3 separate regions of the Sus scrofa genome follow, and regions 2 and 3 are each linked to region 1. A link is a contact called in public promoter capture Hi-C data. All regions are on one chromosome and are shown on one strand. The core of a region is the stretch at or near the end of the contact, and the rest is flanking DNA. Distances in the headings are between cores, read along the strand shown.

Region 1 (2,860 bases), core at 128-2,627:
AAATATGTACATGTTATAGAGAAAAATAAAGCTTGGGAAGTTCTGAGCATGATACTCTAATTTCAAATACCATTGTCAAGAAGGGTCTCATCAGAAGGAGACCTAAAGTGATGAGTGAAATAAAGGTGTTAGCCAAGATCGATGAGGCAGAACATTCCAAACAGTCGTAAGAGCAAATACCAAGGCCCTTAGGAGTGTAACTGCCCTGTTCAAAGATGAATTAGGGGCTTGAAGACCAGTGCGCTGAAGTTGACCAACTCGGGAGAGAGCAGTAGGAGAAAATTTAGAGAGCCAAGAAGTGGAGAGACTTTGGATTCTACTCTGATGAGAAGCCACTGAAGGATTTTATTGGTCAGAAGATTGACATGATTTTTTTTAAAGCTAGAAATATAGTAATAAAAAGCTATGTAAAAAGATGTGATCAGAGTTACAGGAACGAGCAAGGCAGCTGGACACCATCAGCAGCAGAGGCTGTTGAAAATCCTAGGCAGGAGTGACATGATTTGATTTACAGTTTAGGTAAATGATCAGAGTTGATTAGGGCAGAGCAGAAGACAAAAGCGACTACAGTATCTGGTAAGGAGAGACTCATGGTGGAGGGAGTAGTGAAAAATGGTCGAATTCTACATACACTGTGTTGGTGGAGCCATCAGGGTTTGCTGAAGGACCAAAGGTGTGATGGGAGAGGGAATGAGGCCAAACTGCTGCCACTTTGACTGGTCACACTCTCAGTAGTGCCTTTGTAAAAGGTAGAGATTTGTGAATGCCCTGATTCTACATTTGCATCTCAAAATACTTAATCAGAATTTCCAGGATGGTAGCCTTAGAAACAATACATTTAAAATGCTAATGATTCTTCTACAGCCATCTTGACCTGAGACAACTTGACCTGCTGCCTCAAGTCTCACTTGAGTTACCAGGGCTTCAGGGTACAAATTAGGACCACAACACCGAGCAAGGTACGTGGGTGGTGGGCTCGTGGACAAAGAGATGACTCCCATTTCTGTCCCTTTCGAAGAACGCAGGGACAACGTAAGATATCTTAAGTGGGTTAAGCTAACCATGGAAGGCTTCCTGAGGCCTTTATGAGGAGGGAATGGTGTAAGATGAATAGAAAAGATGACGGGGCGTGAGTGAAAGACAACAAGCGGCAGACGCCTGACCGCGGGTGGGCAGCCTCTCTGCCCTGACTCAGCACCTGAGCAATCGCAGCTCAGGCGCTCCACGAAAGCCACGCCTCTTCCAGAGAAGGGCCGGCCCATTTCCCCCCAGCAGCTGAAGTTCCGGTTTCCGGAAGGTCCTAATATTAGAAAGGACCAAATCGGATGAAGGTCGCGCGCCTTCTTCCGCCTACGTCACGATTTGCAAATATACCCGGCTGGTAAAGTGGGCGGGCACACATCATCAATCTGCGCAGGCGCGGTCTGTGGTCCACGCGCGGGATTATGCCGGCGCGGCACGTTTCACGAGTTCGGGCTCTGTATCGGCGTATTTTGCTGCTGCACCGGTCTCTGCCCCCAGACCTCAAAGCCCTTGGCGACCAGTATGTGAAGGACGAATTTAGGAGACATAAGACCGTTGGTTCTGAAGAGGCCCAGCGTTTCTTGCAGGAATGGGAGGCAAGTGACTGCTCCCTTTTTTCCGCCCCAGACCTTCGGGGTTCCTCAGAGGTGTCCCTGTTTGTCTCTGGGAGAGACGCCTGTCCTTGGCTGGTTTTCCCTGGGCCCCCTTAAGCTCGAACACGGCGGCAGGCTGTTCCGTTTAAATTAAACAGTGCAAAGTCGTTCAAACAGTACTTCGCAAAGTTACACCCCAAACTGGTCTCTTTTTCCCACAGGTTCTTAGCTGTAGCAGATCTTGCTATATCAGCGTCTCCAAGTCAGTTTAACTTTGCCAGGCACTGGAGGGGTTAAGAGAAGTTTATAAAATTAAGTCGCCGTCAAGTGCTTATAGAGTTTATCGTTTAACAGTTTTTTGTCTTCTCCAGCGCCTTGATAAATTTATGGTATTACTAGTTTTCAGTGTTTTAGAGGCTTGTTTCTATACATACTACTTTTAAAATCTTAGCGCTCTTTGTTGGGCTTTGATAACAAATCAGATAAGACTGGGGTGAGAGGATTACAAGCGGTGGGCGGAAAAGCTAGTCAGAGTTAAGTCAGGTGAAAGTTGGTTTCAAGTCACGTCATTTTTGTAATTGCTCTGCATTATTGCAGTAAATCTAGAGACACATGCATTGGGGATTAGCCCTTTGATTCCCCCTCCCCCTTTTTAGTGATGTCAGAAGATATTTATCGTATTTCATTCCGAATGTTTAGTGGGATTGGGAACCATTCAGGATTGACCATAGGTATGATGTACAAATAGAAGAAATGAATGGAATTGGCGAATAGGGCGACGTTTCAGGTATTTGAAAGCATGAAGCAGTGTTGATTTAAGAACCGAGGTAAGCAACTCTTCAGCCTAAAAAGTTGATGGTTAAAGAGAAGACTACTAAAGACGGTTTTTTGAAAAAAAGCTACAAAGAGTGAACACAGGGTGAACAAAGTGTGAACGTTAGGGTGAACACAAGTTTTTCACTGACTCACAGAATTTTGATGGTAGAATCATTGATGCTTGCAAGAGAGACATTTAGGACGGTGATGAAATTTAGAACTTGCCTGCAAAGCATGTGTATTGGATGTAATAATCCTGTCTAGAGCCAGGGAAGTTGAATTTTTTAAAATGCAGACTGCTTTCATTAAATATGGTTTAACTTGGTCTTGGAATCAGAAGAACTGGATTCAAATTCAGGTACCGACGTTATTAAATGTCAGATCATTTACCAGCCTTACTTTCTTATCCGTAAATTAGTAACAGTATT
Region 2 (2,860 bases), core at 190-2,689, 1.2 Mb after region 1:
CACACAAAACCCTTTAAAATCTTCTTTGAAAGATTAAACGCTTGACCAAAAGATGAGCAGACTGACCCATACTTACTTTACTGATGCTCACAAAACAGTTGTATTTGAAGTTTAACTGGTTCAAATTATCTTGTGTTACTATACCTGATCAAAGGATGTTCAATTAAATCTGAATTTCATTAAAAAAAACCCCTCCTTTTTAGTACAAATGTGTCCCATATTTTTATTTGCTAAATCTGGCAACATTATGCTAAGAACAAATTAAAGAGGCTCCATACTATCTAAAAGTGAGATCTACTGGCACCCATGATTTAAAGAGTACATATCTCCCAAAGGGTATGTTTTTAAAAATTAGGCAAGAATAAATAGAGAACTACTGGTTGTCAGAAGACCTAGGTTCTACTGTGAGACAGCTGCAAAGAGTGCAGTCAGATCTGGTTTGAATGCCAGCTGTGCTACTTACTGTGGCCTTGAGCATTTTGTAACCACACTCCATTCCTACCCAGTTTCTTTCCCAATTTTGGAATACAGCTATTTCAGGAAGATACATGGCTAAAACCACTAAATAAGACTTTATATAAAAGTTTTCTTTTCCTCAGCTTTCTCAGTTCCCTGATTCTAAGACTTCAGGCCTGTTTCTTACCAGCAGACTGAGGGGCTGCCCTCTAACAGAGGTGTGAGATAACAGAATGCTGCTGGATCAGAAAAGGACAATCAAACAATGTTTATAGGAAAGCGACTTCAACGAGAAAATGAGGTTTGAGAAAAAAGGAAATTAACAACATAAGTAAACAAGAAAATTAGCTTAGTTGTCAAGTCTGGTTAAACTAAAAAAATCTGAAAGTAAATGTGAGAGTTCTGTCTGTAATCTTTATGTAAACACAAACAGAACGAGGGTGGGGGCCGCTAGAATTTAGAACTCAGCGCATTCGAAGACTTCCCTATTTCTCGCCTTAAGAGAAGCACCAAAATAAGGCTGCAATGGATAAAAAGTGTGCAAAAAAATTCCCTTGTGAGAAATAAAGCAGTCGGAGAGCAGTGATGTTGCAAAGCTTTTCGTCCTCCTTCACTCTGTTAGCCACTCTGAAGCCTCCACCCTGACAGTCACGGGGTCCTTCCCCAGGGGGAGCCCAGGGCAGCAAGCGCACGTACCTTCTCCAGCCTCCCTACGAAGCAGACCGGCTGGTCGATGAACTGAGTTACCATGCTGGCGTTGATGCGCGATTTGGGCAACTCCATCACGTCCACCATAACTGCAATGCAGGACCGACAGATGGCGGGAAACAAGCCGACAACTGAAACCTTGAGCTCGGCAGACGTCTTCGGGGCGGATTTCCCCGGCACCAATCCGCGGAGACCAGCACTCTCGCTCCGCCAATCAAACGCGCGGAAATCTCGATCACAGTCCCGCTGTCTCCGCCGGCGAAGAAGGCTAGGATGCGCCCGGAAGTGGGGATCGGCTGCTTAGTGACGCACAGCGTCCCGGAAGTTACCTGGACTCTCTGCGAAGTGTAGGCGGGGGCGGGGCTTGGATAGGGCGGGGCTAAGGCTTCCTCCCTTGATCTTGTCCCCCCCAGCTGCAACATAACCCCGGAAGCAGGGTGTCAGGCTCCGGTGCGGTGCGGCGGGGGACTGCGGCTCGAGCCTCAGGTACCTCTTATCGCGGGAGTCGCCGCAGCCTTACTGTTGCTCTTTCTCCCCACCAACGGATGCGGAAGAGAGAGGCGGGAGTTTGGTACTTGTCCCCCGCCTCCGTGGCATGCTCGTTGCTGCGCCACCGGCCATTCGCGTTTCCCCGCCTCCTCTTTCCGGGTTCTTCGTGGGAAGCGCGAGGTTCTTGTTGAATGAAATCTAGGGATCGGATTTCTTTTTGACACCCTTCCTCCCTGGAGACGGGAAGTGGGGTCGCCAGTGATTTTTCGCCTCCTTTGTGAAGCTCCTGCTCGGTGGCAGAGGGTCGGCGATTTATTGCCTCAGCTGCGTCACTTTCCATTGTCAATTTCCCCACCTGTGAGCTAAGAGGTTAACTTGATTATCTCTACGACCCTTTTTAGCCCCAACTTTTTGGCCACACTGTGGTGTGGGTTTTCTCACCTCCGTGTTAGCAACGAATTGAAACATTTGGGACTGAGTGAGGAAAGGACCACTGGGGTAGTAGAGGAAACGAATATAAATAGCTGTTAGATCCTGAGCAGGTGCGCTACTTCTTGAGACCTAATTTCCCCATCCGCAAAATGAGGGTGTTAGATAACTGAATGTATTGCAAGGTTCCAGGTGACAAATTTTGTCTTTGTGATTGACAGACTCTTCTTAACTCTCTGCTGATCTTTCCCTCCATTGCTTTCCACACCCAGGACTCTGGAGGGGAGGTCAGGAGGTGTGGAAGATAATTTGTTTCAAGGAAATTTGGGGAGGATTCTTGTCTTTTGCTGGCTCAAGTGTCTGTTGATTTTCAGGGCTTTGTTTGCCGGGATTTACCTTGCCAGAATATTCCAGAATGAGTGCTCATAAAAATACATGCCAGCGGTGCTCCAGAAATTGGGAACAAAAATTCACTGGGATTTTATTATTTTTTTGGAGACCGAGTTCATGAATTTGCCCAAGCCATTGAGGTACCTAGCTCGAGTCTCCAGTTTAGTCCCGCATCTGCCTTAAACTAAGGACACAGGGCAATTTAAGATGGAAATCTGTTGTACTGTAGTCAAATGATAGTTCCCCGCCCATAATATATATGTAAATATATTTGTCTTTTAATTTTGCTGTCACTAAAACAAATGTAAAGGATTTCATTAGTGGATGCAGGGCACATGTAAATTGGTATATAAAAACGTAGTTGTCATTGGTGCAAGTCACTGGAATC
Region 3 (2,860 bases), core at 135-2,634, 1.2 Mb after region 1:
AAGCCCCAAACCACCCACTTTTTTGGGGGTGGGGCCACACCCACAGCATATGGAAGTTCCCAGGCTAGGGGTCGAATCGGAGATGTAGCTGCTGGCTTACACCACAGCCACAGCAACACAGATCAGAGCCGTGTCTGTGACCTACACCACAGCTCACCAGATCCTTAACCTACTTAGGCCAAGGATCGAACCCGCATCCTCATGGATACTAGTCAGGTTCGTTACCACTGAACCACAACAGGAACCCTGCAAACCACCCACTTTTAACCATGAACAGACAAGCAAAGATTGCCAGACACCTGAAGAAATTCTGTGTCAGATCTGTAACATCTGTGCCAGCACCATTCCTTCAATTATGGCAGCAGAAACCTAGAATCCTCTTTCTCCCTCACTCAGTCATCAAGCTCTGTTCATCCCAACTTCTAAATATTCCCCAGGCCACACACCTCTTTTCCTCCCTAATCTCCATACCACTGGTAGTCTGGGTTATTGTCACCTGTCATTTGGATATTTACCTTTCCCCTCCCTGCTTTCTCTCAGAAAAACTGATCACTTCACTCCTCTGGTTAAAAACCTTCAATGAGTCCACCAATGCCTTTAGGAAAAAGTCCATCCAAACTCACTAACCTGGTTTCTAAATGCCTTTCTAAAACATCATCCTAATCCGTCCCCACTTCCTCGGCTCACTGGTCCATACTCCACTGTTCCTCCACTGCTATCTGCCCTTCCTCCTGACCCTGCACTGTCTCTTCCTCTACTCTAGAAGTCTCTCTTCCAACCCTCTCTGCCTTGTTCCCTTTCCCAGCTAATCTCATCGTCGTTATTGTCTCGGCCTAGCTATCCTCAAGGAAGCATTCCTGATATACACACCTCAAATACTAAGGGGACACCGATTTAGCCCTAAGTAGGCATCACTCCAATTGTCTGTTTCACTCTGGAACATATCTTTTTTGGTCACTCCGATGCCCCAATATTCCAGCACGTTGCCAAGTACATAATAAGCATTCAGGACGCGTTTGTGAAATGGGTAAATGAGTGAATCAATCGTGAACCAAATACCCAGGACTTTCTACTGCATCAATTGCCCGCAATAAATTTTTAATGTAAATTAAAACTGATTAAATGAGCTAAAGTGTCTGAGGCTCTTGAAATCGATAAGGCGGCTGGCGGAGGTAGTCCAGGTCCCCGTCGGTAGGCCAGCGGGTTCCAGGGGCGGGGCCCGTGGGGCGGGGCCCGTGGGGCGGACCCAAGAACTCAGGTGTAAGGCGGAGCCTCTGGGGCAGTAGCCCCGCCCCGGGGCGGGGCGACTCCCGGCGAGGAGTAGGCGGGAGCCTGGGCGGGGCTCTCGGTGGGGAACTCCCCTTCCGAGGCCCAGGGGCGTCCGAGAGTCCGCGCGAGGCGCGGTGGTCGGGTCGTGCAGAGCGGCAGGGTGGCCCAGGTTACCGGCCGCGGCCGCCATCTTGCCGGCGTCTGGTCTCCCGCGGCGGGAGGGGCGGTGACCAGGCCGGAAGCGGCAGTACGGCTGCCGCGCTGCCTCCCAGGTCGGTGAGTGCGGCCCGGGCCGCGTCTCAGCTCTCGGGGTCGCGAGGCCCGAGTCAGGGGCTCGGGTGGGGCGGCCGCGAGGCGTCTAGCAAAGCCCAGTTGAAAGCTCAGGCGGGGGTAGACCCGGGGGCTTCCTGGGAACCGAGGCGTGGGTAGTCACGTTCCGCGCTGCGGTATAACCGCGCCGGGCGGCTGCGGGCCGGGCCTTGTAGCAGCAAACGGCCCGGAGGCGCGCGGGAACCTTCTCCGGGGGTGCTGGGTCCGCGCCGCAGCCTCGGCTGTGGCGGATTTGTGCGGGGCCGCGTCCTCGCACTAGACGAGAGGCTCAGCCAGGTGTCTGGAGCGTGGGAGTCACCCTCCGATTTCTGACTTCTCCGGCAGAGTCTCCCCTTTCTCTAGTTGTACTGTATTAAATACTTCTTAAAGGGCCTGGTCACCTGGTTAGCCCTGTCCTCTGCACGGACGAGTCAGGCAAATTCCATAAGAGGATAAAACCTCTCACATGTGCCCCGAGCATTCCTCAGTTACTTAGCAAAGGACTGCGTTTGCAGGCCTTTTGTACAACTGTATTTTAAGGGAAAATATGAAGGTATACGGAGGATCTCCTTGAAGATGGTGATGGGAGACATTTCTTGAAACTGCTGTTGTTATTTGTCATAATAAGGAAAGTTGAAGACATCAGCATTTTGTGAAAGGGTGTTTGGCTACCTTGTACATTTAGTGTTACAGAGATCTTCACTGTGCAGTAGCCAGCCAGAAAGAGTTGAGCTTGGATTTCTAAGACCTGGTAAACCCCCCAAAAAGTAATTTTCTCATTAATAATTTTTAGATTTGATTGTATGTTGAAAGGGTGATGTTTCTGATATTTTGGGTTAAATATATTGTTTAATCTATTTCTTTTTTTTTTTTTTTTCAATGTGGCTACTGGAATATTTTAAATTATATGGCTCACACTATGTTTCTATTGGGACAGTGCTATTAGAGATGTCCTGGTGAGGAATACAGAATCAGCATGGCTTTCTTTTGCTCAGAAACACTTGTTAAACTTGAAGGTGAGGATCTAAATATAAGCTGTAATGACTGCAAATTGCTTGCCATTAACCCCCAATTTTTCAGTGTCTCCAGCATTTGAAAACATTTATTTCCAAGACTGTTGAAGGGAATCCTAGTGATACTGACATATTTTTGATGGAAAGAACTCATTAGATTGTTAGAACTCTGAGTTGGAGGTAACGGTAGGTTCTATCTCCATCTTAGAGAGTCTTGGAGTATTAAGGGACTTGTTAGGGTCTAGCTAGTAAGTGGCATGAGATCTTTT

Evidence for each region. Promoter capture Hi-C pulls out the DNA fragments that hold promoters and counts their contacts.
Region 2: a promoter capture Hi-C map of fetal liver shows a contact between it and region 1, with 2.6 times the contacts expected there. The contact joins the promoter of RPA3 here to the promoter of SDHAF3 in region 1. A contact is called at or near these places in 1 of 5 promoter capture datasets (fetal liver) and 1 of 2 datasets of contacts at active chromatin or transcription factors (alveolar macrophages).
Region 3: a promoter capture Hi-C map of liver shows a contact between it and region 1, with 4 times the contacts expected there. The contact joins the promoter of MIOS here to the promoter of SDHAF3 in region 1. A contact is called at or near these places in 1 of 5 promoter capture datasets (liver) and 1 of 2 datasets of contacts at active chromatin or transcription factors (alveolar macrophages).

The regions. Positions count from the first base shown.
Region 1 is chr9:76,698,135-76,700,994 of Sscrofa11.1, forward strand. SDHAF3 (succinate dehydrogenase assembly factor 3, mitochondrial) reads left to right here and starts at 1,378. Exons shown (of 2, transcript XM_021063386.1): 1 at 1,378-1,619. The coding sequence starts at 1,446.
Region 2 is chr9:77,913,433-77,916,292 of Sscrofa11.1, forward strand. It overlaps RPA3 (replication protein A 14 kDa subunit), which reads right to left and starts at 1,440. Exons shown (of 4, transcript XM_021102423.1): 1 at 1,153-1,440. The coding sequence starts at 1,251. UMAD1 (UBAP1-MVB12-associated (UMA)-domain containing protein 1) reads left to right here and starts at 1,513. Exons shown (of 4, transcript XM_021102419.1): 1 at 1,513-1,650.
Region 3 is chr9:77,850,437-77,853,296 of Sscrofa11.1, forward strand. MIOS (meiosis regulator for oocyte development) reads left to right here and starts at 1,385. Exons shown (of 12, transcript NM_001195353.1): 1 at 1,385-1,541; 2 at 2,516-2,594.